Regions from separate parts of the Rattus norvegicus genome. Here regions 1 and 2 are each linked to region 3. Evidence: chromatin contacts called from public Hi-C data. All regions are on one chromosome and are shown on one strand. The core of a region is the stretch at or near the end of the contact, and the rest is flanking DNA. Distances in the headings are between cores, read along the strand shown.

The links. A called contact is a pair of places that touch in the nucleus more often than the background predicts.
Region 1: a Hi-C map of liver shows a contact between it and region 3, with 2.4 times the contacts expected there. The contact joins the promoter of Tmem11 here to the promoter of Flii in region 3. A contact is called at or near these places in 4 of 12 Hi-C or Micro-C datasets (Schwann cells, kidney, liver and 1 more).
Region 2: a contact with region 3 is called in a Hi-C map of Schwann cells, with 2.1 times the contacts expected there. The contact joins the promoter of Map2k3os here to the promoter of Flii in region 3. A contact is called at or near these places in 2 of 12 Hi-C or Micro-C datasets (Schwann cells and psoas muscle).

What each region holds. Positions count from the first base shown.
Region 1 is chr10:46,055,007-46,059,276 of GRCr8, forward strand. It overlaps Tmem11 (transmembrane protein 11), which reads right to left and starts at 2,059. Exons shown (of 2, transcript NM_001164543.1): 1 at 1,755-2,059. The coding sequence starts at 1,810.
Region 2 is chr10:46,105,101-46,109,079 of GRCr8, forward strand. It overlaps Map2k3os (mitogen-activated protein kinase kinase 3, opposite strand), which reads right to left and starts at 2,386. Exons shown (of 3, transcript NR_132629.1): 1 at 2,046-2,386. Map2k3 (mitogen activated protein kinase kinase 3) reads left to right here and starts at 2,539. Exons shown (of 12, transcript NM_001100674.1): 1 at 2,539-2,749. The coding sequence starts at 2,701.
Region 3 is chr10:45,904,947-45,909,165 of GRCr8, forward strand. It overlaps Flii (FLII, actin remodeling protein), which reads right to left and starts at 2,545. Exons shown (of 30, transcript NM_001008279.1): 1 at 2,461-2,545; 2 at 450-560; 3 at 115-186. The coding sequence starts at 2,523. Mief2 (mitochondrial elongation factor 2) reads left to right here and starts at 3,763. Exons shown (of 4, transcript NM_001398844.1): 1 at 3,763-3,883.

The DNA.
Region 1 (4,270 bases), core at 809-3,308, 150 kb after region 3:
CTGTGCCACGAGAGCCAATGATATACTCAGTCCTCACAATCTACGGTGCTGAGCGTACAATTATTCTGGCCTGCTCCACCCAGTCAGGCCACCAAGTGAGCAGGAATGGAGGTGTGCCCAGAAGTCAGTTTGCTGGCTATGAGGGGTTATGTTTCCAGGCACTGCCTAGAGTGGGAGGGCCTTAAGGAGATGGGATCCAACAGAGGGATAATCTCCAGTCACTAGGAGGGCAGATGGCAACTCTCAAATCTTAAAATCAAATGCTCCCATTTCTGGCAGATATACAGCGTCTGCATGCTTCAGTTCCTGGCCAAAGGAACCTACACACCTACAGGAACCCAGGAAGATGGCCTTAATTAGTCAAGATGTCAGGTGAGAAGCAAACATCAGCTGCACTGAAGAGAGTCAACCACTAGCTTTATAGCGAATTCGGTCTGCATTTAATTACAAGAGTGAGTTTCAGAACATCCAGAGCTACACAGTGACTCTAATGACTCTACATACATGGCTCTAAAAACAAGCCAATAAATATATTAAGAATATCTTTGTGTGATTCTGGGTCTTCTAGGAAGGTTCTTCCCTGACTAATGAGCTGAAATTAAAATCCTAAAAGCATTCTTAGGTTATTTAAAGACAGGGAAAACAAGATAACCTCTCTGGCTGTTCTTATCTAAGAAGTGGGAGTTAGAAAAACCACTCCTTGCCACTGCTTTTCCATGTCACCGTAAATGCAGAATGGATTATTTAGCATAAATGAACTCAAAAGTAAAACTGTCTATGCCAGGCAGGAACAAGATTCGTGTGGGATGGGATCTCTCTCTCTCTCTCTCTCTCTCTCTCTCTCTCTCTCTCTCTCTCTCTCTCTCTCTCTCTCTGCAATAGCAAAGAACATGGGATGCATCAGTCAAAAAGGAACAACGCTGATTAGCTGACACACAACTTCTATGGATGACAGTACTCACTGGAAAAGACGGAAAAAGCCAAACTTTCCTTTTTTTTTTCTGACATCCGCAGTAAAATGTGGAGAACTTAGCAAAACGGACTGTGCATGTTAACCCAGTAGCGCCACCGATATACACCCACCTCCCCAAACTTCTTGTTTCTAGTAACCTATTAGCTAAAAATAATTCCCAGAAGGAAAAGGCTACAAGTTCAACAAGAAACAGGTCAACTGCTCTTGTCATCCGGAAATCATTGGAAGAAACAAATCCCTAGCGCCCCCAAACGCATCCAGTAGAAAAGGTCACTATAAAGGACTTAGGGCAGAAGTGCTTGAAGAGAACCCTCAAAAAGTGGCGACGATTGCTCGCTCAGAAGGCGGCCAGGCACAGGCTCTTGGAGGCGCGCCCGGCACGCTGCCGCTCTCAGCAAACGCCCCTATATAGCACACCGCCCCGCGAACCTCTCTACCCTCCTCCTCTCCCTGGAGCCCCTCCACGCCACACCGGGCGCCCAGGCCGAGAGGGCCACGTGCGCGAGCCAGCGGCCCAGAGTCCAAACGCCGCTCGGTAGGACAGCGTGGCGGTCCTCGCAGCCACTCACCCTGGCTCACTGCCCGCCCGGTTGCGGGTCGCCGCCCCTCCTAGTCGCGTTCCCCTCGTTCCTGGCCGTCGCGCCGCCCCGCTCCTCCCACACCTAGGCCCCCGCGGACTGGGCCCCGCGCGTGGCGAGCACACGATCTGGAGTCGCGCGTGGCATAGAGGCTTCTCCGGCTCTGCGGCCGACCTCCGCCTGCGGTCGCGAGCCCAGCTTACCTCTCTCGGGAGCTGCCGCCGCCCGGACCCAGACGCCTCCTTCCCCACGCGGCCATCTTGGAGACTCTCGGTTCGTCGGGGGCTGGAGCCGACGCGGCTCGGGGCGCGCGCAGGCCGAAGGGAAACGTAGTCCGGTGAGCCGCGCGTCCGCGTTGGGAGGTTGCGAGCGGACTCTACTGCCCACAATGCCTCACGCCGGAAGCCTACTGTAAGCTGCCGCGCGCAAGAGGGCGAGAGGTGGGCTCCGCCTGAGGAAAGAGTCTCCGAGTCGCAAAGTGCGAGTCGCTGAGCCCACCGCCTGGACGTCCTTGGGCGCCCGGAGCGAGTGGCTGAAGGAGAGCGGAAAGAAAGCGCCTACCACTCCCAGAGCGCTTCGCGCGGCGATCCCGCCCTCAGGGCCTGAGAGGCCCAACCCTTGGCCTCGGCCCTGTTGCCCTTCATTGTGGCTTCGGCCGCTGTGGGCCTGCGTTCCCCAGTTCTCACACTTTACAATGACTTGAGCAGCTTAACCTCCATTTCTCTTTTCCCATCTGCAGAACTGAACTCGTGCGCCTCCAGTCTGAAGGTTACCTCTGCTTCCGTTGTGTCAACTGCCCCCTTCTCCTGACCGGAACTTGCCAGGCTGACAAATCCAGAGAGTTTTGAGGGTCTGTAGATGTGCTTACCTAAAACGCCTTTCCCTCCCAGTCAGGTTTTATGTTTGTCTGGTTTCTATAAAGTTCCTGGTTTTCAAATAATGCAGCCTCGCCTCGATTGCCAAACTCTAACACAATTCAAGTGTGGCAGAAGAATGTGGTAGAGAGACATCAAGAATGAGGTATGAGGGCCTGCAGTTCGGTGGTTAAGAGCTCTTTCGAGGGACTCTGGATCAATTTCTGGCACTTGGCAGCTAACAATAGTCTGCTTGCAGTAATGTCTGGCCTCAACCACAGCACACATGTAGTGCACAAATAAAAACACCCAGGTTGATGGATTAAATAAATAAATGCCAGTTGATAGTGCCTGGAATCCCTTCCCCGCCTGGGTTACTCAATAACAAACAGCATGCAAGAGAAAAGCACGACCTAGAAAAGGCAGGTAGTGATGGCTAAGGACTTCAGTTCATGCATTTTTCCAGATCACTAGCCCATTCTCAACCTGAGTGTTTTTGTAATTGTATTTTAAATAAATTACCTCTTGTTAACTATGCATCTCTGATACAATTCTTGGTCCTGATACCCAAGAACCTAGGAACTTATGCAGATGGCCCCTGTGACTCACTCATATAGGAGGTAAAAAAAAAAAAATCTATGTTTTTACCTCCCATTTCCCCTTCCTTATCTACACTCTCACTTTCCCAGTAACATTTGTGGGAAAGCGCTCAGTTCTCTGAGAACCCTGACAGTAGTGCAAGGGCATGCTCTCTTTCCCATCATTCTTCACTTCTCTGTTTTCTGCTACTGTAGTGCTCTATGTCACTGTCTAGGAGTTGTCTTGACCCTCTTCTCAGCCCTACTGTAATATAAGCAAAAAAATAATGTGCAGTGACCAGGGTCTGCCAAGCCCACATTTAAACTGGGAGGCAGCTGGTCAGGAAGGTCTGCCTTTACTGGGAGGCCTTCGAGTGCCAAGTCTGAGACATGGTGGATCCCATTGGGATTTATGTCACTGTCTTAGTTCTGTTTCTTGTTGCTGTGATAAAAATACAAAAGCCACTTAAGGGAGAAGAGGATTTTTTTGGCTCACACTTCAGGTTACAGTCTGCGGTTGTTTTAATAATGGTCCCCAGAGGCACATATAGTTGAATGTTTGATTCCCAAATGTACTGTTTAGGAAGAATGAGGAGGTATGGCTTTATTGTTGACGGTGTGCCACTGGGAATGGGTTTGAGGTTTCACAAGCCCATGCCAGCCCCTGTTCTTTATGTCTGGTAGTTGTTTCAAAATATAAGCTCTCGGTGACTACTTCAACACCTGCCTGTCTGCTGCCATGTTCCCCACCATAATGGTCATGAATTCACCCTCTGAAACAAGCTTCTAATCAAATGCTTTCTTTTCTGAGTTCAGTTGTTCATGATGTCTCTTCACCACAATAGAAAAGTAACTGACCCAGTCCATGTCAGGGAAGTCATAGCGGCAGGAACGGGAGAACACTGTCATACTATATTCACAGTAAAGAGAACAGAATAATGTATTAATGCATGCTCATACCCAATTCTCTCTCCTTGTGTATAGTCCAGGAACTCTTGTCTCCCACAGTTGGTAGGTCTTCCCATCTTAGTTAAAATAATAATACCCCACATGTATGTCCCCAGTCCACCCAAGTCTAGGTAGTCCCTTTCCAAGTGATTCTAGTTTGTGTAAAGTTGGCAACACAATTTTACCACTTGTAAATTTGACACACAAACATTGCTGTAAGCCATAACCTTAAACTTTCACCCCTTCCCCAAATGTCAGGTTTAGCTCATAATATAAAATAACAATCCAATTTTTTCTTTTTTTCGGAGCTGGGGACCAAACTCAGGGCCTTGTGCTTGC
Region 2 (3,979 bases), core at 1,136-3,635, 200 kb after region 3:
AGCCTTTGAAAAGACAGGATCAAGAAGGAAAGCTTGGTTTTGAAGTGTCTGATATGTCAACAGGGCCAGAAGGTTGGAAATTCCTACCTAGGGAACCAGGAAAGGTCTGAACTTGGCCAGCCCCATTAGGAAAGCTCTTTGCAGCATTGTGGAGCATCTGCAGCAATTAGCATGGAGGTGAGAAAGGTGGATAGCAGGAAAGCACAGATGGTATCAGTTTATCCCGAGCCAGGCACCCACACAGCACAGCCACGATAGTCACTTGAAGGCACCCACACCAGGTCAGCAAGCCTCGGAGGCTCTGCAGATGGCAGGGCACTGCACACACAATCAGGGCTGTGCATGACCGCTGTGCCTGTCAACAGGCCTGCCTCTGTGCAGCCATGCTAAATGCATACAAACACTGTGCATCTCATGGGAATTCATGTGTGCTTGGGGTGTATGACCAGTGCAAGGGGTGAAGATTAACAGCATTTGGAAGGGCTGCATCTAAGAGAGTCTCTCACCTCTGATCGTACCAGCGGTGACACTAGCTTGGGGTTTTCTCCCTGTCTTGGAAATGCTTATCCTTTGTTTTTGTTTCTTCAAGTCTCTGCTTCTGTGGCACCTTTAGGGAGGCTCTTCCTGAATGCTGTCACTACAATCACACTCCCACCTCTGGACACACTGCCTCTTTCCTTTTTCCCCCACAGCATTTGTCAACCCGAGACACACTATCATTTAACCTAGGTTGGAAGTCCATTCCTTTCTGAGAGCAGAGTTGTATCTGTTTTGTTCATTGTTGATCCTAATGAGTGAGTTGCTCCCCCAAACCCCAGGTGTGGATCACCCCCTTTCTTCAACTCACAGTCACATGCTAACACTGAGCCCTTCCCATTTCAAACTTCAGTTTTCCATAGAGGGGGTTTGCTCTCCTGGGAGTCAGGGTAAGAGGCAGCTTTCTGGGATCTGAGTCTAATGCTCTGGCCAGTGTCTAGGTGGTCATGTACTCCCCCGGCCTAACTGTGCCACTTAGGGACAGGAGGGTAGCAGATGTTGCCAAAGGTGATCAGAAAGAAAAAAGTTTGGTGGCTTTCCGTCATGCCCCTCATTCTAGCAGCTGACCGGCTTGCAGGTGTAGCCTAACCTGGCTTCCTGAGCAGATTTCCACTCCCTGGGCTGACCTTTCCGTTTCTTCCAAGGATGGTTTCTGACCTCTCTTCCTGGCTACTAGTCCATGAAGGTCACCTTCCCTGACCCCACCCAGGTGAGGTAGGGCCTCTTCTTAGGACTCTTGTATCTATTTATAGCACCCCAATGGAGTCTGTGATCCCTGGGCTGTTTGTCAAGTTCTCTGACTAACCCATTAAACTCCTCCTGTTTTGAGGGCCTTGTCTGAGTCACCCTGGTGCCTGGGAGGCTGGCACGGGACTAGAGTCACTTTACCCATGTCTGTGGCATGCTTTTCCTACTTCCTTTGTTCATTCCTTGAATAGTTCTTAGGCACCTACTATGTGCATGGCTCTGGGCTAAGCCTTGGGATACAGCAGGGGATGAGACATTCAGGATTCTTAATGGGGAGGGGCAGGTGACACGGGAAGAGGACTATAGTAGAAACCAAATATGCAAGCAAGGCATTCGGGGCCTGAGTGTTGGCCAGAGAGCTAAGACTTACTCGAGCTCTCGAGCTCTGACTGACTACTTGACTTTGTGCTTCTTGCCTTCACTAGACCTAGGTTTCTAACTGACCCCAGAGATTTCTGGCTAGTGTGAGGACAGAGGTTCAGCGACCAACTGCCGAGATGGAACCCCAGTCAAGGCTGGCCAAAGGTATTTCAATGTTTGGAATGACACTTTGTTTAATCTGAGACTATCCGGGGGCCCAGGACGTAGAGCTGCTATAATGTTACAACCAAAACAGTTACTTTGTCACTAGGCAAAGGTTAGCCACTGAATTCCCTGCTCCCTAGGTGCTGGCGTGCCAAGTGCTCTCAGAGACTGGACTTAAACGCGTGCTCGTTCAGCAAGGTGCAGTAAACTCTTTCCCACAGTCGGTGAACACTCACCTGGCACGCGCCCGCCGTGGGATCGCTCTTTTCCTGCTGCCCTAGGAGGCAAGCCGGTGGTCGCCGCTCTCTTCAGGGGAGCACATGGACGCTCACCCTCGGTATGGCTCAGCCATTTAGGAGTCCAGTCTCACTCAGGGAGCACTTTTAACCCCACCGAGTGCATCGGCCTGGCTCCGCACTCTAGAGAGTTTGGGATTTTCCAGATTACGACCGGCACACGCTGCGCCGTAGGGGGGCACAGGCTGGGGCACCCAGGACCACGCCAGCACAATCCCGCGAGTGGGTAGGGCTGTCATCTTGATGGCAAGAGGGCGGAGCCGGGCTGGACTAGAAAAGTGGGGGTTTGGATTCCGGCTGTTGGATGGTGGGGTTTGTACGTGACAGTCCGGGCGGTGTTTGATAGGCTGGGGCCTTTTCAGGCGGGCCAATCAGTACGATGGGCGGGGCCTACGTGGCGCCGTCGGTAGGCGTCCGGCGCTGCCCAGTGTGGCTGTGGCGCCGCCCGCCTCGGACGCTTGGAACTGTCGCGTCTGTGTCGCCTGTCGCCCATCGCCTGCCGCCGCTGCCAGCCACCAGCAACCATGAGCGCGCCCGGCCCCGGTGTAGTCTGCTGTCCTCTAGATTAGTGCTCTCCTCCGCGACGGTCCGCAGCATGGAGTCGCCCGCCGCCAGCCCGCCGGCCAGCTTGCCTCAGACCAAAGGTAGGCTCTCCCGCCCTACCGCGCGGCCCGAGCCACATTCAATTTGAGCCCGCCCGTGCCCCTGGACTCCTTTCCCGGCTGGGCACAGGCACCCGGACTCCAGCCCAGGACTGGGTCCAGCCCAAGCCAAGCCCGGGACCTCACGGGACCTCATTGGAATTCGGATCTTAGGCCGTGGGATTTCACCCAGGCAGGACCTTGTTCTCCTTACTCCACTCCAAGTCTGGAGCCGCACCGTGAGCTTCTTTCTTGTCCAGGCTTCCGGGCTTCATCCTGGACTCAGCTGGGATTTCTGTGATCCCTGCTAGAGGGTCTTTCGGCTGCACTAACCCCCTCAGGCCAGACTCTTGGATTTTGTTCAGGCTGGAATTTACTCTCTTCTGGGCCCCAGGGCTGTGTTCCCAATGCAGGAAACCTGTCTACTCTTGAATTCAGAACTCCTCTCTTCCAACTCTTTCCATCCTTGTGAGTCCTCCTTTGCCCCATGCCTTGCTGGCCTGCACACTGGCCGCCTGCACTCCTCCCTACCGCTGTACCTGTAGAACTTCCTGGCGTCTCCACTTCGCAGCTCAGCCCATGCTACCTGCTACTTGTTGACTCAGTTGCAATCTTCTCACTGAGTTTTAGGAGCTGACCTCTTTTTTGCACCTAGTGTTTCTTAGTCTGTTGCTCTTAGACCTGCAGTTTGGTCCTTGGGCAAACAGCAGGCCAGGGGCTGACTGTACAAGGCTTGGGCTTGTCTTCTCCAAGTAACTAACTGTCTTTCCTGGAAATTTCTGTGAGGTGGCAGTAGAGCTGCGTGGGCTGCAGCAGCAGCATTTGTCATGGGAAGTGAGGGGGACAAGATTTGGAGGTCAGAAAGCTTTTTTTTTTTTTCCAGGAAGAGAGAAGGATGTTTTAACATGTCAGAGACTCAGTAGGTTGGGCTGCAGAAAAGAGTTCCAAGCTGGACTGTAGATGTGAATGGGTTGACCCTCTGCATCCTGGGCTGCCTCACCTGGCTAGTTTCTGGACATGTCTAGGCCTTATTAATGAAATGGATATCAGGGGTGCGATGTGAGATTGAAGGTAGAGTGATTTGAAGCAAGCATGTCTGAGATGATCAAGGGCCCAACATAGCACCCGGCACATAGTAGGTACCCAGGGGAAAAATAGTTGCTGCACATCCTTGACTGTTTCCAGCTTTCTCAGCCCTGTGGGGTCTGGGCTCAGATTTGGATTGCAGGGGCA
Region 3 (4,219 bases), core at 1,295-3,794:
ATTCATGAGCTCCTGCACACAAGGAGCCCTCTTGTAGCAACACAGGCAGAGGTGAGGAGGGCAGAGCGTCTCTGCCCCATGCCTGACCCTACCACAGCCCTGGCCAACACTCACCCGAAGTGAAGGCAGGCTGGACAGTTCCCCATGAAGCGTGGTCAGATTGTTGTGGCTCACAGACAGGTGCTCCTGGACAGGACAAGAGTCAGAGGCTCAGGTGGGGACCTAAGATGACCGGCCCCTGCCTACTGCCCCTGTCCCTGCACCATCTTGGAAGGCCACCCCAAGAGTCCCCTCCTTGCACACCTCCCAGGTGGGTGCCCACTCCACTCCATTAGCTTTGCCCACAGCTATTTCTGTTTCCTCTCCAGTGACTCCTCTTTCCTGCAGGGTAAGCCTACCTGGCCTAGCCCTGAGGATGGGGACCCGCCCCGTCCTACCCCGCCCCTCACCAGCTTCTGCAGAGCTGCTAGTTCTTCAGGCAGGTAGCAGAGACCTGTGCGGTTCAGCTTTAGCCATCGCAGGCTGGTCATAGCCTTGACATTCTCAGGGAAGTAGCCGCCCTGGTGGGGGACAGTAAGGTGAGTACAGTCTAGGAGACGAGCGCTCCCCTCCCATTACCTTCTGTGGTCCCCAGAGGAATACTCTGTATTTCTATTTCTTTTTTCTTTAAAAAAATATTTATTTATTATACATACATCATACAGCTTTCTCCCTGCATGTATGTCTGCAGGCCAGAAGAGGGCACCAGATCTCATTACAGATGGCTGTGAGCCACCATGTGGTTGCTGGGAATTGAACTCAGGACTCTGGAAGAGCAGTCAGTGCTCTTAACCACTGAGCCATCTCTCCAGCCCTGTATTTATTCTTATTCCTTACTCACAAAATGGCACTAAATGAAAGCCCTGGAAAGACAAAAGTTCTGGCCCAAACGTGTCTTTCCAGCTGGAGTCTGTCTCAGGGAGGTCAAGCCTGGCCTGTTTCAAGGGCTACTCAGTGCTCCACTGTACTTAGTGGCACTCATGTTGTTTTCCCCCAGGGTTCTAGGCAGTTTGGCTGTCTGAGATAATATTGCCCCTGACACTCCCCAGATTGCACTAAGAGCCCAGCTCCCCACTGTTCCTCGCACAATCTCTCGCATTCATTCGTTCCTCACAGGCAATGTCCGCTTCAGCATCCTTGGCTTTTTCCTTTGTTTGCTTTTCAAGACAGGGTTTCTCTCTGTGTAGCCTTGGCTGTCCTGAAATTCACTCTGTAGACCAGGCTTGCCTCAAACTCACAGAGATCCACCTGCCTCTGCCTCCTAATGCTGTGGAATTAAAGGTCTGTACCACCACACCAGGCTATGGTTTTGTCCTCCCTGCAATTTCCAATTACAGGGTTCCTCTGTGTAGTCCTGGTTGTCTTAGAACTCATTCTGAGACCAGGTTTAACTCAGAGATCTGCCTGCCTCTGCCTCCACAGTGTTGAGATTAAAAGCATTTGCCACCACCTCCTGGTGGCTACACCTGGCAGTTTTGACATCTGAGCAGCATGAAGCTCAACTGCCTTTTGCTGTTTCCTCCTCCTCCAGTCACAGCCCCCAAAGTGAGACTCAGATGTTCTCAATTGAGAGAGACTAGAGAAACCAAAGGTAAGGATGGTGAGAATGTGGACAGGGTAAAGTGACAACTGTGTACAGGGTCAAACGTGTCCTTGTGCAGGTGAACACGGGAGGAGCCCACCTCCTTCTCCTGCGTCCCCCAATCTGACATCAAAAGGGGCGGACGCCAGGCAGTGAAGGTCCAGGCCTCTGAGCTGTCCTTTGAGTCCAGCTTTCCTGTTTTCGGGTCTGAGACTAGCTGGCACTTTTTTTTTCTTTCAAGACAGGGTTTTTCTATGTAGATATGGGTGTCCTGGAACTTGGTTTGAAGACCAGGTTGACCTCGAAATCAAAGATCCACCTGCCTCTACGTCCGGAGGGCTGGAATTAAAGGCGTGCACCACCACGCCCATAGCCTGACTCTTTATGGTCAACCAGGGTGCTGGCTGCTTATCCCCCTAGCCCATCAATCTAGCAGTTGGCAGACGTGCCGCCTAGGACCTCAAGCACCTGTCACAATCCTTACTAACAGATCTCTTTCCTTTATACGCCTCCAAACGGGCTGTTCCTAAGCCCCTTGGGGAGGAGAGAAGCCCAGGTTTGCTAAGGGAGAAGTGACGTCTCGAGACCGCAGTGTGGGGCGGTGGCTGGCTAGGGCGTATTCCCTCCGTGGCATGGGGTCAGGTTCGCGGCCTGTGGGCTCAAATCCCGCGCGGCCCCAGATCCCGGAGCCCCGGCCCACGTCTTCCGCCGCGGGCGGGGCAGGCCCGGGAAGACTCACCGAGGCCCGCCCGCCCGCCCCGCCCGCCGGTGCCGGAAGCGTAGAGGGAGCGGCCGGGAGAGACGAACTAGGGGTCGCCCTTCCCTTCCCCCCATCTAACCTTGAAGTCGTTGCCGCTGAGGTCCACGCCGCGCACGAACGGCAGCACCCCGGTGGCCTCCATGGTGGCGTAGCTCTCCTATGGGCTAGGAAGACGCAGGGTAGCCGGGAGCCGCGGGCTGGGTCAGCGCCGGCCCCGCCCCTTTAACCCGCGCGCGCCTCCTCCCGGCCGCGGCCTCTGCGGGAAGTGCTGCTAGGCGACTCCCAGAGCTTCAGGCCTCGAGTTGTGGGACTGGAGAGGCCTGCGGGGGTCCTGCTGGAGACGATCACCACTTCCAGTCTCCAGTCGCAACGTGGAGGGTCGGGTCCAGGCATTGTTGCTTGGGCTGCTGTAGACCCTGAGCTGGCCGTGATCCCGGAGAGATTTCGGTACCAACGTCAGGGACACAGGCAGTCTCTGCGTGAGGGACCCGTGGTGGTGGTGAGACTTCCGGGTCTTTGGGCCTAGCTCTTCATCTTTGGACTCAACTTTGCTCGTGTGTAACATGCTTCCCAAAATTGTCAGAACCAAGTGAGTACTCAGGAGTGTCAGAGAGCAGGATGCACAAACCCTCAAAATTCTCCCTTGGCCTCAGGATTCTAGCCAGTGCTCTTTATAGGCTTGTTTCATGCTCTAGAAGACCAGCATATCTCGTCAGCTAAGCTGTTAGTGGCCATCTTGCCCTGGCCTGCACATCGTAGGTTTCCAATAAACAGACACAGCTGTTCTATGGATGTACAGGGACTGGCACCCAGTGTTTCAGAAGGGAAGAGACTGGTAGAGTTCGCACAACAGGTAACAGAGCTCTTTTCCCGGTGTGTGCCAAGCGGGCCAAAAGGAAATGAGACCACCAGTCACTCTAGCAGGGGCAAACTTGAAAGACAGAATGTGGGCCTTTGGGCTAGGTGCAGTTTTGTCTGCCTGGTCCATCAAGGGACCGTGAGCTCAGACAGCTTTCTCCACACTGAGGCTCCCACTACAAGTACACACAAGGTCAGATGTGAGGCTAAGGCACGACTGCAGAGAATTCGATGTCAGTCATGGCTTTAGTGTGAGGCCCTTCTTCAACAAAACACCCCCAAAGTAAAACTAGAGCAGGCCCTGGACGATTGTCATTCACTCACTACTTCCCCCGCACCTTGGGTTTACAAGGTAACCTTGCGCCTTTAAATCCGGAGTGTCTGTGGTTTCCGCCCCCAGGTCCAGGGCGTGCCTGGTGTTCATTGGCTGAGCTGCTCAGTTTTGAGCACGTGTGCGCAGGAGTTGTGCGCTCCGATTGGAGCGAAGGCCTGCTTATCCAGCGTTCCTTTCGGGTCATTTGCCGCCCCGGGCCTCGGCGTTCGGTTCCCGGGGTCTGGACGCTCCATTCCTAAGCGGGTCCTCCTGGGCCTCCAGGGTCCTGCTCGCCGCGTCCTTGGGTCCATGCGCTGACGCTCGGACGCAGGTACAGCTACAGCGCAGGGGGCGGCCGGGGTCTCCTAGTATTGGGCGTGGCTTGTATCCCAGTGCAGGTGGGGGCGTGGCCTGTGGTCAACACTGCGGTGGGAGGGAGGACTTGGGAACTAAATATCCGAGTTCGAATCCCAGGGGTGCCTCTTCCCAACTTGGGTATTGCACAGGATTTCCAGGGTCTCAGTGACTTCGTTCTTGAATAGAGTCTAAGAGCCTTTTGTATGTGGTTACACGTTTCTGTTCAACCCTGATCCAGGGCAGTCAGCTTTGGCAGAAATGGAAGAACAGGTGACATCCAGGCTGTGAAGAGGCAGGTTATTTTGTTATT